2 separate regions of the Mus musculus genome follow, and region 1 is linked to region 2. The links are chromatin contacts, called in public Hi-C maps. All regions are on one chromosome and are shown on one strand. The core of a region is the stretch at or near the end of the contact, and the rest is flanking DNA. Distances in the headings are between cores, read along the strand shown. Region 1 holds the start of Rplp0 (ribosomal protein, large, P0). Region 2 holds the start of Cabp1 (calcium binding protein 1).

Region 1 (5,417 bases), core at 10-2,509, 370 kb after region 2:
CGATTTTCTCCCGTATCCCTGGAAGGGAAAGCAAACGGTCAATAAAGTGGAAGTGCTTTTTAAGACAACACAGCAAGCGGCAGAACAAAGTTATGGATCCGGGTCTCATCTGGCCGCATGCCCTGCGTTTTGCCTGCTCAACAAATACTTATCTGCCCACTGTCTGGCAGGCACAGAATAAAATCTCTGCCCTGTGGAGCTTACCTTCCTGCAGGGAGAGGCTGACAAGCAGAATGTGGTGAATTATACAGCGAGTTAGATGGTGTAAGTGCTGCAGGAGAAGGTGGGAGAGTAAGGGAGAGTAGGTTTGGTTTTGCCCCCGCCCTTAAAATTTGAAATCAAGAATCAGGGCAGGTCTCCTTGAGTAGATAGCATTTGCAGCAAGATGTGGGGGAGGTGAGTTTCTCTGACCGAAGCTGGCCAGCACCATTCAAAAAGCTGTGAAGCCGGTGGTGGTGGCGCACACCTTTAATCCCAGCACTTGGGAGGCAGAGGCAGGCGGATTTCTGAGTTCAAGGCCAGCCTGGTCTACAAAGTGAGTTCCAGGACATCCAGGGCTATACAGAGAAACCCTGTCTCGAAAAACCAAAACCAAAACCAAAAAAAAAAAAAGGCATACTCTTGAAGGGGATAAAAGGGCAAAGGGATCAGGCGAGAGGCAAACACATCAGTAGGAAAGCAAGAAAACAGATTGCGACAGTGGAAACAGTCGTGTGGGACCTTGAGAATAGTCTACGTTTTAGGCGTTTACTCAGAGAAAACGGCAATCTTTGATTAACTTTGTGCGGGTGAAGATGTAGGTTTTGAAAGGAAGAACAAAACGGGCAGTGGTGGCGCACGCCTTTAATCCCAGCACTTGGGAGGCAGAGGCAGGCAGATTTCTGAGTTTGAGGCCAGCCTGGTCTACAAAGTGAGTTCCAGGACAGCCAGGATATACAGAAAAACCTAAAAAAATAAAAAATAAATAAATTAAAAGAAAGAAAAAAGAATGGAAGAACAAGAGGAGACTAGAGCATCAGCTAGGGTTTCGCAGAAAGTTGTTTTGCTGTACTGACTCGGTGACGCTGCAGGGCGGCTCCGACCCAGCAGAGGGCAGCAGGTCTGAAAGCGCGCCTCCTGCGGCCGGGTGCTGTCTTTACTTTCCCGACTTGCTGGAGTGGCAGCGGTCTCAGCCAATAGACGCGCATGTTTATTGAGTGAGGCAGGACAGTCGATGGAACCAGCCAATAGGCATGGACGACGTCGTCTTCGGGTTTCGAGGACCGCCTGGTTCTCCTATAAAAGGCACACGCGGGCATGCGGCCCGTCTCTCGCCAGGCGTCCTCGTTGGAGGTTGGGGGGTTGTTTTGTTGTGGGAGGGCGGCAAGAGCGCGGGGACGTTGCGGGTGGGAGCGATGGGCTCGGGAAGGATCGCGGCCGGGCTCTGCCCGTCCGGTCTACCGCCTGGCTTGTCGGATCGCCCGCGCTGCTGGCGGCCGCAGCCCGGGGCCCAGCTCTGGCGTGGCCGGCTTGGCCTAGGCCTGGGATCGGGGCCGGTGTTGGGGTTACCGGGCTCAAGCTGCCCCCTCTCTCTCCCCAGTGACATCGTCTTTAAACCCCGCGTGGCAATCCCTGACGCACCGCCGTGATGCCCAGGGAAGACAGGGCGACCTGGAAGTCCAACTACTTCCTCAAGATCATCGTAAGTGTGGAGCGGGCCGGGGACGCGCGGCTTCCGCCTCCGGGTCTTCCCGGGGCGGTCGTTGGCCACGCGCTTTAACAGAGTTTGGGCATCCTGGGGAAGTTCTGTAGTCTTGGGATCTCCCCCCCCCCCCCCCGCGTTCCAGAACTAGCTCGCTCACCCAGTTTTTCATCTCGTCGAGCCCTTCGCGTTTGTGCAAAGGGCTGAGACTGGAGTGATTCATCTTGTTGCCCATCTGAGACCTGCCAGTCAGGCTGCTGTTGAGTGACTTAATTACAAAAGGCCTTTGAGGTGGCTTTGAACCAGAGCTACCAGACTTTGTAGGTACCAGTCTGTTTTAGTTAACTTTTCTTTTTTTTTTCCGAGACAGAGACAAAGATTTTTGGGTCTGGTAGTACCTTTTATATTTCACAACCTAAGATCCCCCGACCTCTCTATAATTTGTTTTCTGTGCTTTTTAAGTCTGTCTCTTCCCTGATCAGAGTCACTTTGGTCACCCAGGCACGCCTTATTTAAAAAGTAAAGCTTAAGATTTACTTGAGGCAAGTCTTCCCCCTATAGCTCTGGCTGGCCTCGGATTAGCAATTAAGCCTTACCTGTCTTTACAGGTGTGGCACCACACCCAGCTAAAAGTTAATTTTTGGCTGTGACAGTAATTTTGTGATACTCGTAACCAGCAAGGAAGCTGGATCAGATAAAGACAGACGTTGGGCTCGGGTGGCTGGCTCCTAGCGAGAAGTGTCACACCTAGGGTGAAGCAATGGGGAGGTAGAGGTAGCAGGGTTTCGGGTTTTGCTGGGTATTTTTTGTTTGTTTTCCTCTCAATGTAGTTTTTCCTGGCTTCCTTCATAGCAACTTTTGGATGATTATCCAAAATGCTTCATTGTGGGAGCAGACAACGTGGGCTCCAAGCAGATGCAGCAGATCCGCATGTCGCTCCGAGGGAAGGCCGTGGTGCTGATGGGCAAGAACACCATGATGCGCAAGGCTATCAGGGGCCACCTGGAGAACAACCCAGCTCTGGAGAAACTGCTGCCTCACATCCGGGGGAACGTGGGCTTCGTGTTCACCAAGGAGGACCTCACTGAGATTCGGGATATGCTGTTGGCCAATAAGGTAAGGGGCTGGGACGATGAATGAGGATTTGGCCATTTCGGGGCTTTCACCGATGGAGAGGCATTTCACCGTCGACTACCTCTGTTCTGTTTAGGTGCCAGCTGCTGCTCGGGCTGGTGCCATCGCCCCGTGTGAGGTCACTGTGCCAGCTCAGAACACTGGTCTAGGACCCGAGAAGACCTCCTTCTTCCAGGCTTTGGGCATCACCACGAAAATCTCCAGAGGCACCATTGAAATTCTGGTGAGTAGATGGCCTGCAGTGGTCGGTCCTTTGGGCTGGGCCTCCTGTGTGTCCAGATGATAACTGTCCTGCTGTTCTCTTCCTCAGAGTGATGTGCAGCTGATAAAGACTGGAGACAAGGTGGGAGCCAGCGAGGCCACACTGCTGAACATGCTGAACATCTCCCCCTTCTCCTTCGGGCTGATCATCCAGCAGGTGTTTGACAACGGCAGCATTTATAACCCTGAAGTGCTCGACATCACAGAGCAGGCCCTGCACTCTCGCTTTCTGGAGGTATGTCTGCCCAGCTCCTTCCTCCCATGCTGAGTGTGACAACAGATTCGTGCTGGCATCTTCAGTTGTTCCATCTTCTCATCTGCAGAAAATAGAGTTGGGCAGGAGGTCATGTGCTGGGACTCTAAAGGTTGTTAGCCTGTGATAGCAAAACACTGCCTGTGGGGGCTGTGTCTAATCCCAGCGGAGGCAGGCACCCTCTTGTGAGTTTGAGGACAGCTAGGTCTCAAACAAAATAGAACATTGCTGGTCGGTGAGATTTTGAGTATTGAGTCAAGGAGAGATGAATACAATTTAATGCTAACAATTTAAATTGTTATTACTCTATCTTTTTAAAGACTGTCCCACACCAGGCTTTTGCCATTAAATTGACCTTTTTTGTTTTTTGATTTGTTTTGTTTTGTTTTGAGGCAGGGTTTCTTTGTATAGCCCTGGCTGTCCTGGGCTTTGTAGACTAGGCTGGCCTTGAACTCAGAAATCCTGCTTTTGCCTCCCAAGTGCTGGGTTTAAAGGTGTGCACCACCACTGCCCAGCTTAAGGAAAATTGTTTCCTTGAGTGAATAACTTACTGAAATTAGACATGCATCTATAGATTTAGCATTTTAATCTTAACATTTTTTTGAGTTATTTATATAGTTTATATTTCTAACTCCAACCATGCCCACCCCCACTCATAATTCAAGATTGGGAAAAGGTTTCATTACTGGTAAATCACATCTGGAAATGGATTAATATTCTAATAGTGCTCAGTAACTAGGCTAACAGAGTAGATTTTCAGAAGTCACTGTAAGGAATATTGAACAGCCAGGTCTGGAGGAAGGGTGAGCACAAACTGATGGCTCTTGGCTCTGCCCAGGCTTGAGACTGAACTGAGGGGAGCTAAAATGTCATTCTTGTCTGCATACAGGGTGTCCGCAACGTGGCCAGTGTGTGTCTGCAGATCGGGTACCCAACTGTTGCCTCGGTGCCACACTCCATCATCAATGGGTACAAGCGCGTCCTGGCATTGTCTGTGGAGACTGAGTACACCTTCCCACTTACTGAAAAGGTAAGGCTGTCCTTTCAGGACCACAGAGGCCTGACGGGTTGGCAAGTGGCAGTCTGCTGAGTTAGTGTATTCATGCTATGTCACACAGTAGGTACCTTGTGAGACAAGACAGGGTTTCATGTAGCCAAAGCTGGTCTTTTTTTTTTTTTAAGTTTTATTATTTATATGAGTACACTGTTGCTGTCTTCAGACACTCCAGAAAGGAGTATCAAATCCCATTACTGGAGGTTGGGAGCTTAGATTTTCAGAATTCCCAGTCACTGCTTTTAACCACTGAGCCATCTCTCCAGCCCCAAAGCTGATCTTAAGCTGTAGTTGGGTGACCTTGAATCCAGGTTGGGGCTTGTTACTAGTACCAGTGCTTCCCCACTAAGCCAGCACCTTACCAACTAAGCTGTTAAACCAAGCTCCATGTCCTGTTTGGTATTGGGTGAAAACTGGGTGGCCTTTCATTCAGGCTAGAGTCTGCCCTGAGCTAGTCAGATCCTTTGTTAATAAAAGTGGGGGGAAATGCATATTAGTGGAGGCATGCATGCTCTCATTTTAAAAGACTAGACCCCTAGAGCTGGGCCCAAGTGTCCAGCCAGCAGGCTATGCTCAGAAAGAACCCCTGGTGGGTAATCTCACTGGAAAGCTGCCACAGGACAGTCAGTTCTTAGCAGGAAGAGTGTAGGTGGTAGAACTATGATCATGCTGACTGCCTTTTCTCCCTCAAGGTCAAGGCCTTCCTGGCTGATCCATCTGCATTTGCGGCTGCTGCCCCTGCAGCTGCTGCCACCACTGCTGCCCCTGCGGCTGCTGCAGCCCCTGCCAAAGCTGAAGCAAAGGAAGAGTCGGAGGAATCAGATGAGGATATGGGATTCGGTCTCTTCGACTAATCCCGCCAAAGCAACCAAGTCAGCCTGCTTAATTTGAGAAAGATGGAAATAAAGGCTTACTTCTCTTAAAACTCCGGTCTGGATTTATTTAGTTTGTTCACTTAAGCAGGATGAAAAAGCAAAACCGCTACTGTTTACTTTGTGTTGGCATCTTTGTTTCTAAAATTAAAGCTCCTAGTG
Region 2 (4,798 bases), core at 16-2,515:
CAAGTTCTAGATGGAGCCGTAGCTCTGGACAGACCCTTCATGCCTGTCCAGACATCTCTTCTCCTCCCCATTTTTCCAATCCCCTAACTTTCCCAGACCTTTGAGGACACTCTAAGTCACGGCTAGTATAAATCATCCACAAGCAACTCGCTGTACTCCCAGGCCCTCCCCCTTTGCCGCTCAGACTCCAAGCCCTTCGCTCCTCTGGGTCGCCAGAGGCCAGAGAGAGGAGAAGGTTGGCGCCGCCTGCTCCAAGCGCTGCTCACGACCCTGGAAAATCTCCCGGAGGATTGCGGAGGTCGCTCTTGCAGGTGCGAGGCAGGCTCAGCTGAGCGGCGCCCAGGAAGAGGCCCGAAGTGTGGACAGCGCACAGGGTGCTGAATCAGACACGGGGGTGGCGGAGCGCCAGGGCCGCGGGAGGACAGGATGAGCCAAGGTGCACCCCGACTGGGCAGAGCGAGCAGAACCGGGGACGCGCCGCCGCCGTAGGGTCCCGAGCGCCGGTGCCCGGAGCGCGGGCGAGGGGCGCGGCCCTTACCTGGCCGAAGGCGGAGCTGAGCATGGGGCGCAGCCGGTGGAGGAACGGGTCCGCCTCGGGGGTGCCAGCAGGAGCCGGGTCCCCGCGACCCCGCGATCGCAGGGAGCCCCGTAGACCGAGCGCTGGCGCCAGCCCCCGTTCCTCCCCATCGCGCCCGCGGGCCGGCGGTAGCGTCTCCCGGGGCCTGCAGTGCGCCTGGGGCAGCCCACGCCGGCTCCCGCGCGCGCCCTCGTCCCGCGGCACGGGCCGGCACAGGGGCCTCCGCGAGCTGGGGTCCCCGCACGGTGGAGGCGAGCCGGGGCAGGGACCGGGCAGCCGGCGGCCACGCAGCCCGGGGTCCCGCGCAGAGCTGTGGCGGGGAGCCCGGCTGCCCCCGCTCGCCGCCGCCGCCTTGAGCAGCGACGTCTTGGACTCGCTCTTGGCAATGTGCGAGCTCATCGCGGCGGGGCCCGCGCTCGCATGGCCCGGCGGGGGTGGTGCGGGGCCCCCGGAGGGCAGAGAGCGGGGCGCCCGGCGGGAGCCAAGCCCGAGGACGCGCTGCAGGCGGGCGCCGTCCCCTGGCCGCTTAAATGCGGCCCCGTCGCCGCCGCCCATGTGACAGCGCAGCCTCTGCGCCTGGAGCCTCGAGCTCCCGGCGGCCGGCGCTGCAGATCTGGGGGGGCAGCTGGTTGTCCCCCGAGAGCCCACCCCCGGCTCTCCCGCGGCCCAGGTGCCGCCGCGCCCCGCCCCTCGCCCCGCCCAGCGCTCGGGGAGTCCCGCTTCCGGGCGCCTCTGGTGGCCAAGGGGGCGCTGCGGCACTGAATGTGAGCACGAGGGAAGGGGCTGGCTAACCTCCCCCAAGGAGACTGGCGGAGCCCCTTATCACGCCCAGAGGATCCCTCCATGCCCAGGATCGGCCGGTCGCCCCCCCCTCACCCCAAAGTCAAGCAAGGGTGCACTTTCCAGAGAGAACAACTTTGGCAATAGGACCAAAGGGGTGCAGGACGCTAGAGACTCAGCTAGGATGCAGGCACTCTGTGACACCATCCAGACAAACGCAGGAGCCAGATGACCTGGAAGGATAAAGCTAGGAGTGTATCCATGCCTCGTCCATCCACCTTCCATAGAGTACACCGGACTAGGATTGCCCCGAGCAAGTCAGCCACGGAATTTACAGTTGACACAACAGAAGAGGAGCCAGGTGGCATCTGGCTGCAGCTACCTGTCCCGGAAGTGCCTGGTGGTGGTCAAGTTCCAGGTAGGACACGTTGGCTATGCTTGTTTCTCCATCGAACCACCTCCTGCCCTTCTAGTTGTTAGAGAGAGGACTCCTGCCCTTGGTAAGCATCCAGGAAGTCACACTGTGCTGGTTTCAATCTCAAATCCCAGCTCTGCAGCTTGCCATCTGGGAAGCTTGGGCAAGTGTCATCAGCCTCCCTGAGCCGGTTTCCCCTCTTCAGTGAAATGCAAATGATTCTTCCCAAACTGATTTCGTGGCGACACAAGATTTCCTGGTGCTCAAGAAAGACTCCAGCAGGAGGGAGCTGGCACAGGGCACACACTCATTTAGCAGCTTCTCTCCAGTCTGCACCTCCTGAGGCCCCCTTGTACCAAGGTGCTTAGTAGTAGGGACGTTAAGATTTGGAGGCGAGGGCCTCCCTGTTCTCTGCCCATCCTCTGTCCCTTACAACCTGCTCACTGCTTAGCCTCATTAGGATAGATGGGCAGACTCCCAATATCACGGGGCTTCGAGGAGGACCCTCTTTTTTGCATGGTGTATTTCTACCTATGCATGTGCAAAAAAAGAAAGATCTGGACGTGGTGGCATGGGCCTGCAATTCCAGCATGTGGTAGGTGGAGGAACCAGAATTGCTATAAACTTGAGGCTTCAGAGTAAGACTCTGTTTAACTATTCTAACTCGTGTGTGTGTGTGTGTGTGTGTGTGTGTGTGTGTGTGTTTTGGGGGGGGGATCTGGGTGTGGTGGCACATGTCTGAAATCCCTTGGGAGAAGCAAACAGGAGGGTTAGAATAACGAGTTCCAGGCCAGGCTGGGCTACATGAGACCCTGTCATATAAATAAATAAAGCTGGGCAGTAACGGTGCACACCTTTAATCCCAGCACTTGGGAGGCAGAGACAGGCGGATTTCTGAGTTCCAGGACAGCCAGAGCTATACAGAGAAATTCTGTCTCAAAAAACCAAACCCAAAATAAAAGAGTGTTTGCTTTGGGCTGAAGAGATAGCTCAGCCATTAAGAGCACTGACTGCTCTTCTGAAGGTCCTGAGTTCAAATCCCAGCAACCACATGATGGCTCACAACGATCCATAACAAGATCAGATGCCCTCTCTCTTCTGGTGTGTCTGAAAACAGCTACAGTGTACTCATAATAGATAGATAGATAGATAGATAGATAGATAGATAGATAGATAGATGTAACAGGCAAGGTGTCACATGTCTTTAATTCCAGTGCTCAGAAGACAGAGGCAGGCAGACAGATCTCTATGAGGCTGTCATAGTCTACAGAGTTATAGGCCACTCATGGCTACATAGTGAGACATGTCTCAAAGCAAGCAGGCAAGCACATCAACAAACAAAGACCCAGGATGGCCAGGGAAAGCAATTGCACAGAACAAAAATGATCAAGGAAATGAACCAGCATTTGGGGGATTAAAGACAATGTACACGCAACATAAACCTCAGGAGATGAAGACCTGAGCGGAATCCCTCAGGAGCCGATAAGCAGCAAGGGCTGACTGTAAATCCCGGCTGTGCCTGCCGCTCACCAACCTTCCTGAAGCCTACACACCCCTGAGACAAACCTCTGTCTGCCCGGCCGCCCATTTTGGAAACCCAAAGAAGCTGGTTATCTTGCACACAGTTAGTTATTAACGCAAATGAAATAAATCAGAATTACGCTCACAGGCTAAATGGATGAGACATCTGTATTCACATCCCTGATAATCCTGCGTGTGGGCTGGAATTCCTTTTCATTTGTAACTTTTGTATCCAATACATATGCATGCCACCAGGTGTTGTGCCTTGCATCTGCTGTACAAAGATGTGCCCATTCATTCAATAAATAGTTGTTTGTTCGTTAAGCTGTGCAAGGGTTTGAACTTGGGCCTAGCATATTCTGGGCAACCACTCTGCCAGTGCACTATGCCCCAGACCAGACAGTGCCACTGGGCAGCTATTAGAGGAATTATCTTTGCATATGAAGCAAAAGAATGAGTTATGTCTCCATCTGGGAAAAGATGGATCTGACAGAGCAGAGAGATTCAAATATCTAGAGGAGAAGAGAGCTTGCTGTGTTCAAGAGGCCACCAGACAAGGAGGGCTACAGCGAGCTTGGAGGTGGGGGAAGGGAAGGCAGGGGACAGATACTTAAAGACCTTGAGTCACAGGATTGTTCATAACTATACAGCTCCATCACGGTGGGCGCGAGGGTGCAAATACGGCAGCAGGCAGGCAGGTGTTGCCCCAAAGTACAGGTGAGAGGTGATGAGGTTGGGACTGGGGTGACAGTTGGTGGAGGTATCCGGAAGGGGTGAGATTCATGAGATGTTTCAAGAATGAATGGTAGCCAGGCGTGGTGTCGCAAGCCTTTAATCCCAGCACTTGGGAGGCAGAGGCAGGTGAATTTCTGAGTTCGAGGCCAGCCTGGTCTACAAAGTGAGTTCCAGGACAGCCAGGGCTATACAGAGAAACCCTGCCTCCCCGTCTCAAAACAAAAGAATGAATGGTAAGGTCCAGCCAGGCAGGGTGGCAGGTACCCCAAAATCCCAGCACTCTGGAGGCTGACCTTGGAGGACCTGGGGATCAAGGTCATCCTTGGCCACATAGAGTTCAAGACCAGCCTGAGTTAAGAGAAACCCTGACTCAAAGGCAGACAAACAAGATGTAAGACCCATTCTTTGTTCTTCAGGGATATATATATATATATATAATATCTCAAATCGAGGAGAAAGACTACCGTAGTAATATAAGGGAACCAGGCAATTAGAGAATTACAGGCTGGGTTCTGTGGAAGCCCAAAAGAGAACCTTCAGGGAGCCAGAGAAGGCTGCAGAGAGAAGTGACATTTGAAGGGCAATTGACTGAAGAGGGTCACGGGAAGGTCATTGCACATGAGGAGGTCAGGATGTCACCTATACGGATGCTGAGGGTACTTGGGACAGTGCCTGGCCACTGAGGAGGACGGCATAATAAAGGTTGTGACATAGGCCAGGAAAGGGGCTTGGAGTGTGACATTGGAGAGACTACATCATCCCACAAGCCA

The links. A called contact is a pair of places that touch in the nucleus more often than the background predicts.
Region 1: a contact with region 2 is called in a Hi-C map of Sertoli cells, with 5 times the contacts expected there. The contact joins the promoter of Rplp0 here to the promoter of Cabp1 in region 2. A contact is called at or near these places in 1 of 484 Hi-C or Micro-C datasets (Sertoli cells) and 1 of 9 other capture datasets (adipose tissue).

Annotation. Positions count from the first base shown.
Region 1 is chr5:115,558,208-115,563,624 of GRCm38.p6, forward strand. Rplp0 (ribosomal protein, large, P0) reads left to right here and starts at 1,260. Exons shown (of 7, transcript NM_007475.5): 1 at 1,260-1,332; 2 at 1,580-1,681; 3 at 2,534-2,797; 4 at 2,892-3,038; 5 at 3,126-3,311; 6 at 4,219-4,359; 7 at 5,076-5,417. The coding sequence starts at 1,628. The coding sequence ends at 5,237.
Region 2 is chr5:115,193,116-115,197,913 of GRCm38.p6, forward strand. It overlaps Cabp1 (calcium binding protein 1), which reads right to left and starts at 1,266. Exons shown (of 6, transcript NM_001310712.1): 1 at 539-1,266. The coding sequence starts at 1,132. Gm35515 (a long non-coding RNA gene) reads left to right here and starts at 1,223. Exons shown (of 3, transcript XR_387599.4): 1 at 1,223-1,775.